2 separate regions of the Mus musculus genome follow, and region 2 is linked to region 1. A link is a contact called in public promoter capture Hi-C data. All regions are on one chromosome and are shown on one strand. Each heading gives the region's core, a stretch centred on a gene start, on an enhancer-like site or on the middle of the called end of the contact. The rest is flanking DNA. Distances are from core to core; before and after follow the strand shown.

Region 1 (4,447 bases), core at 1,058-3,557:
GAACCCCCTAGACACCCCAACCCACTTCTTTTCTAAGACATCTGCCTCCAAAGCTATCTTGTCTTTGTTAAGTAGCCCAGCAGCTGACACCCCCCCTCATCCCCTCTCCCTCTCCTTCTCTCTTTCTGTCTTTCTTTCTGCCTCCCTCCTCCCTCCCCTTTCTGGGGAGATTGCTAGGGATTGAACTCGGGACCTCATGCATGCTAGGCAAACTCTCTGCCACTAAGCTATACTTCAGCCCCAACTGCTTGCTTGCTTGCTTGCTTGCTTGCTTGCTTTTTTTTTGGGGGGGGGGGTTGGTTTTTTTGTTTTTTTGTTTTTTCGAGACAGTGTTTCTCTGTGTAGCCCTGGGTGTCCTGGAACTCACTCTGTAGACCAGGCTGGCCTTGAACTCAGAAATCAGCCTGCCTCTGCCTCCCAAGTGCTGGGATTGAAGGTGTGTGCCACCACGCCCAGCCCCAACTGCTTTCTTTACTCTCTCCAAAGCCAATCCCTCCCATCTCCATCCGGGTTGTCGGTCTTGTTCTGTATATTCTTTTATGTGCTCTTCTATCTACCCCCACACCCCACAAAAGTTAGCTGCACCTCACCCCCAAACATGCCAAAGCGTCTCTGGTACCTTAATAAGAGATATGCCAATAGTATTGGCCTTCAAGTGGCCCTTGAGCTGGTCACAGATCTTGCCAATGAACTGATGGGGTACCACAAAAACCAGGATGTCAGCGCCTGTTGCAGCCTGGACCACGTCTGGGATGGCCACCTGTGAAGGAGAGCAGAAGCTCTCGTGTGCCTGGTAGACCTCTCCTAGTCCCAAGGGGACCCCCTTGCAGAAGATCTCCAAGCCAGTGTTAGGGGAGGGAGGGTTTTTGAGACTTTAACAGGAACTATCAGAACTTCTGTGTTCCCTGTCCCCAGCTCTCCTGGGGCACTGAAGCTTCCTAGAACACGCCTGCCTCCACGCTGCCACACGTTTAGCCCTTGGCTATGGGTCAGTGAAGACTGCCAAAGGCAGCCTAGGCCTGGCAGGGGGAAGAGGCCAACTAAGATTTCATCACTGCTGCGTCTTAGGGGCCCGAACTTGGCAGTGGGAGCCCCAGTCTCCCTGCGGACTCTCTGTCCCCCCTTTCTAGGTGAGGAGAATGCCATATGGATTTGACCAAAGACCAAAAGTCCAATGATCAGCCTTCAGATCTGCTAATAACCAGTGAATGAGTAACAGGGTTAGAGTTCAGGGCAGGCAGGAGAAGTTGGACCCCGAGTCCGGGAGCCTGAGAACCAGCCTTTGGTTGCCATGGAGACCCCTCTTTTCCACCTAGCACCTCTAAGGGGTGGTACATTCAGATTCCAGAAAGATTCCAAAAGAGTAATATAGGGGCTTAATGGGGGAGGGGTACTCCAGGCCTAGAGCACCCCGCCTGCTGCTCCACCAAGCCAGCGGGCGCCTACAGTGGCCTCCTCCCCTCCTCTGGGAAGGAGGCACCTCGAAGTCACTTTTGCGTGTTGACTGAGTATACCCTTTCCTTGCCTCGCTCTCTCTCTCTTCTCACATCGAGTTGGAGCTCACCACATTGGGGGGCAGCTTGTGCCCTGGCAGGTATTTAACATTCTCGTGCTGAGTGTTGATGATCTCAGTTAGCTTTCTGCCCCCGATGTCTTCCTCAAACACCCACATGGTCACCCGTGGGTCAAAGTGTGCCAGCCGGCCTGCATTGCTACCCACGATCTTGGCAATGGCTGAGCCCCTGGCGGGAGAGGAAACACAGGAAAGTGGACTAGGGTGACAGGGAGGAGGGGGAGGAACTCATAAAGCTTGTTGGATTTTTTTTTACCTCCTGCCTCTCACTCTCACGTCACTCCGCCCCCCTACTCCCACCCTGGTCCCCTATGATGAATGTGTCTCCCACAACTGGCAATAGAAGATTCAATCTATCCAGTCTTTGCTGCTGGGGAGGTGGGCTAGCCTTCCCTACACCGCGCAGGCAGCTTCTCAGGCAGGGAAGGCAACAGCACTCTGCTCACCTTCCTGTGGTGAACAGGTGCAGCGCCCAGGCGGGCACAGCCGGGAGGCTGGGCACAGACTGTCCTGTGTACCGTAAGCACTGGAGACGGCAGCAGGAGTCCAGCTGGCTCCTGAGGGCATTTCCTACCCTCTGCCCGCTTCCTGCTCACCCAGCCTCCCTCCGCGGAGCCCCTCAGCCCTCGGAGAGCCCTTCCCTCCCCCCCTGCCCTTCACAGAACCACTCACCAGTTGCCAGAGCCGACAATGCAGACTTTCTTGCCAGCCATGGTGCTGCTTGCTGCTTCTCTGCCCCGGCGGGTGTGGGCTCCGAGTATTTAACTCCACCACACGTGGGTGCAGCCAAGCTCCGCCCCTGAGGTGGCCCAGAGGCTGGCACCCAGGGACTAGGAGTCTGGCCTGCAGAAAGGGTAGTAAAGGGGACAGACAGGTGGAGAACAGGACTGAGGCTGAGGCCAGGCCAGCTTTTCCTCTCGAGTTCCCAGCTGACAGTGCTGGCCAGCTTCTTCCCTCGTTTGGCCTCGGCTTAGTTCTCCACCTACGTATTGGTATTGAGTCTGGTCAAGAAACAGTAACACCCCCCCCCCCCCAGCTATCACACCCCCCCCCAGCTATCACACCCCCCCCCCCCAGCTATGCCTTCAGTCTCCAGCACTGAAATAAACTGCAACTGACAGGGCTCGGCATGGTGGTGCATGTCTTTAACCCCAGCGCTTGGGAAGCAGAGGCAAGAGGGTCTCGATGAGTTCGAGGCTAGTCTGTTTCAGAGAGAGAGAGAAAAAAGCACTAGCGTCAGCAACAGCGATGTTTTCAAAGGCAAACGCCTCATCGCTCTCGCTAGCTAGCATGTGCCTCCCCCAGATCCTCAGCTGTTCCACTCCCATGATGTCCCATGATGGTAGCTCCACCACGGGCTCTGGGTGAGAGGATCAAGGGATGTGAGCACCTTCTAGGGAATAATACTACAATACCACATACACAGTAAGGGGCTGCTTTGGTGTATACCCCCACCCCGACCAAGGATTAAAATATCTCGGGAGAAAATGGACATAGTGGTGCACACCTTTAATCCTGGCGTTCAGGAGGCAGAGGTAGGTGAATCTCTGTGTGTTTGAGGCCAGCCTGGTCTACAGAGTGAGTTCCCAGATAGTGGGGGGGGGGGGGTTACATAAAGAAACCCTGTCTTGGAAAACTAAAAATAACAAGGTCATCTTGGTTACTTGCAGGTCAGGGACCCACAGGTTGCCCCTTCACCTCAGATAATCTCCGTTTGAAGGTCTCTAAAGGGAAGGAAGGTCAAAGGCCACTGGTGACACGTGGCCCACCCACACTCCTTCCAGGCTTCAGGAAGGGCAGAAGGTGGTGGCCAGCACATGCTCCTGGATAAGCCTGATCTCCCTTCAATTTCTTCTCTCAGGCTCTGCTTATCCCACAGGGACCCTTAAATTAAACAGCTGGTTACAGTCTCTAGACAGGGCCAGAGAAGCCAGTTACAGCAGCAGCCTCTAAAACTCAAGGGTAGCCATGTCTCCGCAGCTCTGTGGTCTCTGATGCCGGTGTGGGTGTGTAGCTTTGGGGGAGGGGGAGAAAGGCAGGCCCATATCCAGCAGTTTGGGCTCCATGGCACCCACAGACATCTGTTTGACTAAGAGGAGGAACTCGGGTTTCCAAGTCACTCTGGAAAGCGCAGCGCAGGCTTCTCGCCCTCCAGTGCTGCACCTTGACCCACAGGGCAGGCGCCACTGTATGCTCATGTGCAGACCTCCTGGCTTGGCACACCACTAATGGAGTGTTGCCACCCACCCCCCCAGGCTGCCCCTGGCCAGGGACAGTAATCAGCACTAGGTTAGAGGGGAGTGTCACCAATGCCACCAGCGGCGAGGAGAAGTGGGTAGGAGGTCAGGATTGGAAGCATGTCTTTTTCTCAGCTCGGGGATTACACAGAGGCAGCCTATCATGGTCTCGCGGCCAGGCAGTCTCTAATGATGGGGAGAATCACTGAAATCAATCAATAGCTAGTTGTTTTTCTTCTATCAGATTCTGCCTGATGCAGAGCTAGCCTCCCACAGACCTCTCCTTTATCACACTGGCACAGAGATGAAGGCTCCGGTGCCAGGCCGCCAGCTGGGAGCGCTGATTACGAGGGGTGGAAGAGAAAGGATGTTCCTGTCCCTGGCACATATGATAGGAACCCTAAAGAATGGGCATTTATGCCTGAAACGGATCCTTGTTTTTGCTTAAATACTCCCGCCTCTCTTTGCCCCTACATCCTATTAGGCTGTGTGGAGAGACAAAGCACGTGGCCATTCACGAAGGAATAAAGAGAATGCTCGTTAACAGGAAGTTGTCTGTGCCACCAAAGCCTCTCCAAGAGCAGGCTGTGCCGTATCTGCTTGGAATTGATGATTCATCGGCCACTCATTACACGTG
Region 2 (4,186 bases), core at 633-3,132, 2.4 Mb before region 1:
GGATTAAAGGCATGCGCCACCACACCCGGCTCAAGCCCAGTTCTTTTTAATTTATAGTTGTAAGCAAACCTAACAGATTATTTATCTTAAGTGTGTGTGTGTGGGGAACGCCAGGGCCAAGAAGTGGGAGTGGGTGGGTGGGGGAGCAGGGCAGGGGGAGGGTATAGGGGACTTTCAGGATAGCATCTGAAATGTAAATGAAAAAATATCTAATAAAAATTGAAAAAAAATTGTGGATAGGGGAAAGAAATCTAGGTTGGCATTATCCAAACAATGTTACCAGACAATTTAAGTGAGGTTTTTGAATATTTATACAAAAGCTGCGGCTGCTAAGATATTCCAGTGGGTAAAATAATTTACTATGTAAACCTTGTGACTTGATTTTGATCATGAACTCACAGTGGAAGGAGAGAGCTGACTTCTAAAAATTACACAGACATATACAGACACACAGATACACACAGACATACACACACACAGACAGATACACACATACAGACACACACAGAGACAGATACACGCATACAGACACACACAGACATATACACACAGACACACACACACACACGCAGAGAGATACACAGATGCACACAGAGGAATGCACAGACACACACAGACAGACACACATAGACACAGTACTACTACTACTACTACTACTAATAATAATAATAATAATAATAGGGCTAGAGAGATGGCTCAGTGGTTAAGAGCACTGACTGCTCTTCCAGAGGTCCTGAGTTCAATTCCCAGCAGTGGCTCACAACCATCTGTAATGGAATCTGATGCCCTCTTCTGGTGTGTCTGAAGACAGCTACAGTGTATCATATACATTAAATAAATAAATAAATAAATAAATAAATAAATAAATAAATCTTAGATAAATAATGATTGGGGGGGTTTGTTTGTTTGTTTGTTTGTTGAGACAGGGTTTCTCTGTGTCGCCCTGGCTGTCCTGGAACTCACTCTGTAGACCAGGCCTGCCTCTGTCTCCCAAGTGCTAGGATTAAAGGCATGTACCACAACTGCCTTGGCTACTTTTTATTTCTTAGACAGGGTTTTCTGTAGCCCAATCTGGTTTGGATGTTATTGTGTGGCCAAGGGTGACCTCAAACTACGGATCACCTGGTCTCTACTTCCCAAGTGCTAGGATTACAGCTGTATGCCATCACACCAGTTGCCATCACACCAGTTGCCATCACACCAGTTTTATGTGGTGCTGCGCATCAGGTAGATTGGCACTCTACAAGTTTAGCCACATCCCCAGCCTGTCCTTTATGACTGCCGTGATCCCTCACCTCCATATGTCGAGTCCATTGCACCAAGTCTGGGGTTCCGTGTGTCCTTGCGTTCCCTAGGAGGAAGAACCAAAGGGGACTCACTAGGGAGGAGTTAGGTGTTCTGTGTGCTCACAGCCTCCGTTCCCAGTCAATATTTAGAATCGTGGGTAGAGCCACTAGCCAGGGAAGTGACACACACAGTGGCGAGAAAGAGCCTGATGCAATTGCTGGAAACAGGGGACCCAAAACAAGGAAGTACTCCATTCACCCCTAATGAAGGCCAAACCACGCTCTGAACATTTCTCCATTGCCAGTCCGCGTGCTGGGGGGAAAAGGGCAGAAACTGCCTTCTCTGGCTTCCCAGAACAGCCAGAGGAAAGGAAGTGGCCTTAGCGGCTAGCTCTTACACACACCCATCTCAGGCCCGCCTGAGTGTCTGGAGCGTGGGGGATGGGAGGGCGGCTCACCTTCTCCTCCACGGGCTCCCTTCTCCTGCTCCTCTCCCAGCCCTTCTCTCCTCCGAAGCTGGGGCACCTTTGGCTGCATGGTGCCAGTGTAGAGCGGACAGCACACAGCTGTTGTCTGTCTTCTTCCTTTCTTTCTTTCTCAATCTACCTACAGAGCTTGTGTCCCACTCAGAGATCTGACAACTCCAGGGACTAAAGTCCTTTCCGGAGCCCCGTTGAGGGTTAGATAGGTTATCTGCAGGCAGTGTTTCTCATACTCTGGCCCTGCCTGTGGCTTTCACAGCTCTCTCACCACAACCACTATGATCAGCTTCACGCTATTGCTATTTCACTTTCGGGAGTGAGTCTGTGCATCAGGTTGTGAGGGGGACTTTGCTTCCCCGAGGCTTATCACATAGCTTGGCTCTTCCTGGCTCTCTCTACCAAGACTGAAGGTCAGGGAGGGACCAGAAACATCTTCGTGTACCTTGTAGTCATTTTTCTGAGGGCACAGGATGAGGCCTGTAGTGACATGTGTGTGCAACAATATTTTTGTCAGGAGCTCTATTTGTGTCATGTGTGATGGTCGAGGCCCCTCAGTGTCAGCTCTTCCCTACACCTTGGGTTACCACATAAGCAGAAAGGGCAGACACACACTTATTCAACAGTAAATAGCGCCAGGGGTTGCCTTGCCTACCTATGTAACTTCAGGAAAGTGGACCAAACTTTTTAAGCTTCTTCTGAAAAAAAAAAAAAATTATGGGACAAAATGTCCCTACGTCATCAGGTGATTGCCAGCACAAATAAGGTAGTCTGGAGGTAGTCTGGATAAACCATACAGAGCCTGAGCACATTTGTTTCTTTCTGGTAGGCAGTAGGGCAGGTGAGTGCCTTGGGAGTTCCACTTTGGCAAATTCCTGCTGGGGATTAACTATTAATCCTCCTCCTCCATCAGTCCAGAGGTCAGTGATAGAAGCAAGATTGTAATCACTGTGATCTCGGACTGAGGCCAGGATCTCAGTCAGTCCCACAAGGGAGCTCCGGGTGGGTATCCGGGTGAGGATAAAGAAAGGGCTTGCTGCCTGTGGCAGTGGCAGTCTACTGTATTCCAAGGGCAATGGAAGAGGCTGGCTGTGCTCTGCAGGGAAGGTAGAAACACTATGACCAATGGGAGACAGTGAGCACGAGGCCCCAGATCTGAATGAGACAGACGCAGAGACGTAAGCCAGAGACACCCCCCCAATACTGTTTTATTAGTACACAAGCCAACAGCAATCTTTCTAACTAGCTGTGTAAAGGCCCAAGGGTGACAGGGACAATGGGGTGGGGCGTGAAGGTGGGTCTTGGGGCACAGAGTTATTCATTGCTTCACATACAGCTCAAATGACAGCCCCCTGTTCCTGCTGGCGTCCTGGAGGCTCCCTCGGGGCTTCACCCACTGCTCCTGGCAGAGCACTGAGTGCTTCCTTGACCATCTGGAGACACTGGCAAAGGCTGGCCCATCGGATCCACACACCAGCAGGGGCCACGGCGATTCCCCTGCGAGGAACGACACTGGGGAGAGAGGTGCAGGTCAGGGTGAGGTCCAGGCTTTGAGCAGGAAAGCATCTGAGAGCTCTTAGTTGCTTTACCTACTGAATAGGGCCCACTCTGCTAGGCCAGAGCAATAGCTTTCAAAATGCAGTTTCTGTCAACAGCCCAACATCACTTATGTTAGAAACTTGTGTTCACAGGCTAGCCCAGACCTACTGAGTCACAAAATGCAGAAGGGGCTCCACCAGCACCAGCTCAGACGCCTCCAGGTGATTCCCCAGGGCTCCCATTTGAGGCCACCACAAGGCCTTATCCTAGAAGAGACTTTAAGTCTCCCATTGCAATTGTTGGCCTTTGTTTTTCTTTCAGATCACGCTAGAGATGGAGCCCACAGTACTGCTAAGCAGAGCTTTGCCAACGAGCTATAAACTTCTTTTCATTTTACATTTTGTTTTGAGACAGAGGCTCGTGAAATTTCCCAGGCTGGACTTGAACTCACTCAGAATTCTAGGAGCCTGCCTGGTCCAGGCTTCCTCAAGTCCATGGAAAGATCTCCTGTGGAAATCTCCAGCCCTCTGTCTTCCTACCAGCCCTTCACTTGTAGCCTAGGCAAGTCTTGAAGTTACAATCTTCCTGATGTTTTTCATATCTATGTGGGTCTTAAAATTGGAAGAAATAGTTTTGTGTGTGTGTGTGTGTGTGTGTGTGTATCCATCCTTTTTTTGGTTGCTGTTTGGCTGGTTTTGGTTTTTCCAGACAGGGTTTCTCTGTGTAGCTCCGGCTGTCCTGGAACTCACTACATAGACCAGGCTGGCCTCGAACTCACAGAGATCCACCTGCCTCTCTCCACCACCTGGCTGTTGTTTTTGGAGACATGCTCCAGCAGAACCAGCATCCTTTTTGCAGCTTTGCATCAAGTACCCTTCCTCA

Evidence for each region. Promoter capture Hi-C pulls out the DNA fragments that hold promoters and counts their contacts.
Region 2: a contact with region 1 is called in a promoter capture Hi-C map of liver, with 4 times the contacts expected there. The contact joins the promoter of Soat2 here to the promoter of Gpd1 in region 1. A contact is called at or near these places in 3 of 39 promoter capture datasets (liver and pre-B cells).

The regions. Positions count from the first base shown.
Region 1 is chr15:99,715,447-99,719,893 of GRCm38.p6, reverse strand. It overlaps Gpd1 (glycerol-3-phosphate dehydrogenase 1 (soluble)), which reads right to left and starts at 2,307. Exons shown (of 8, transcript NM_010271.3): 1 at 2,246-2,307; 2 at 1,565-1,742; 3 at 620-760. The coding sequence starts at 2,286. Gm16537 (predicted gene 16537) reads left to right here. Exons shown (of 3, transcript NR_155353.1): 3 at 4,055-4,360.
Region 2 is chr15:102,148,271-102,152,456 of GRCm38.p6, reverse strand. It overlaps Soat2 (sterol O-acyltransferase 2), which reads right to left and starts at 1,882. Exons shown (of 15, transcript NM_146064.1): 1 at 1,745-1,882; 2 at 1,296-1,351. The coding sequence starts at 1,823. It overlaps Igfbp6 (insulin-like growth factor binding protein 6), which reads right to left. Exons shown (of 4, transcript NM_008344.3): 4 at 2,945-3,277. The coding sequence ends at 3,155.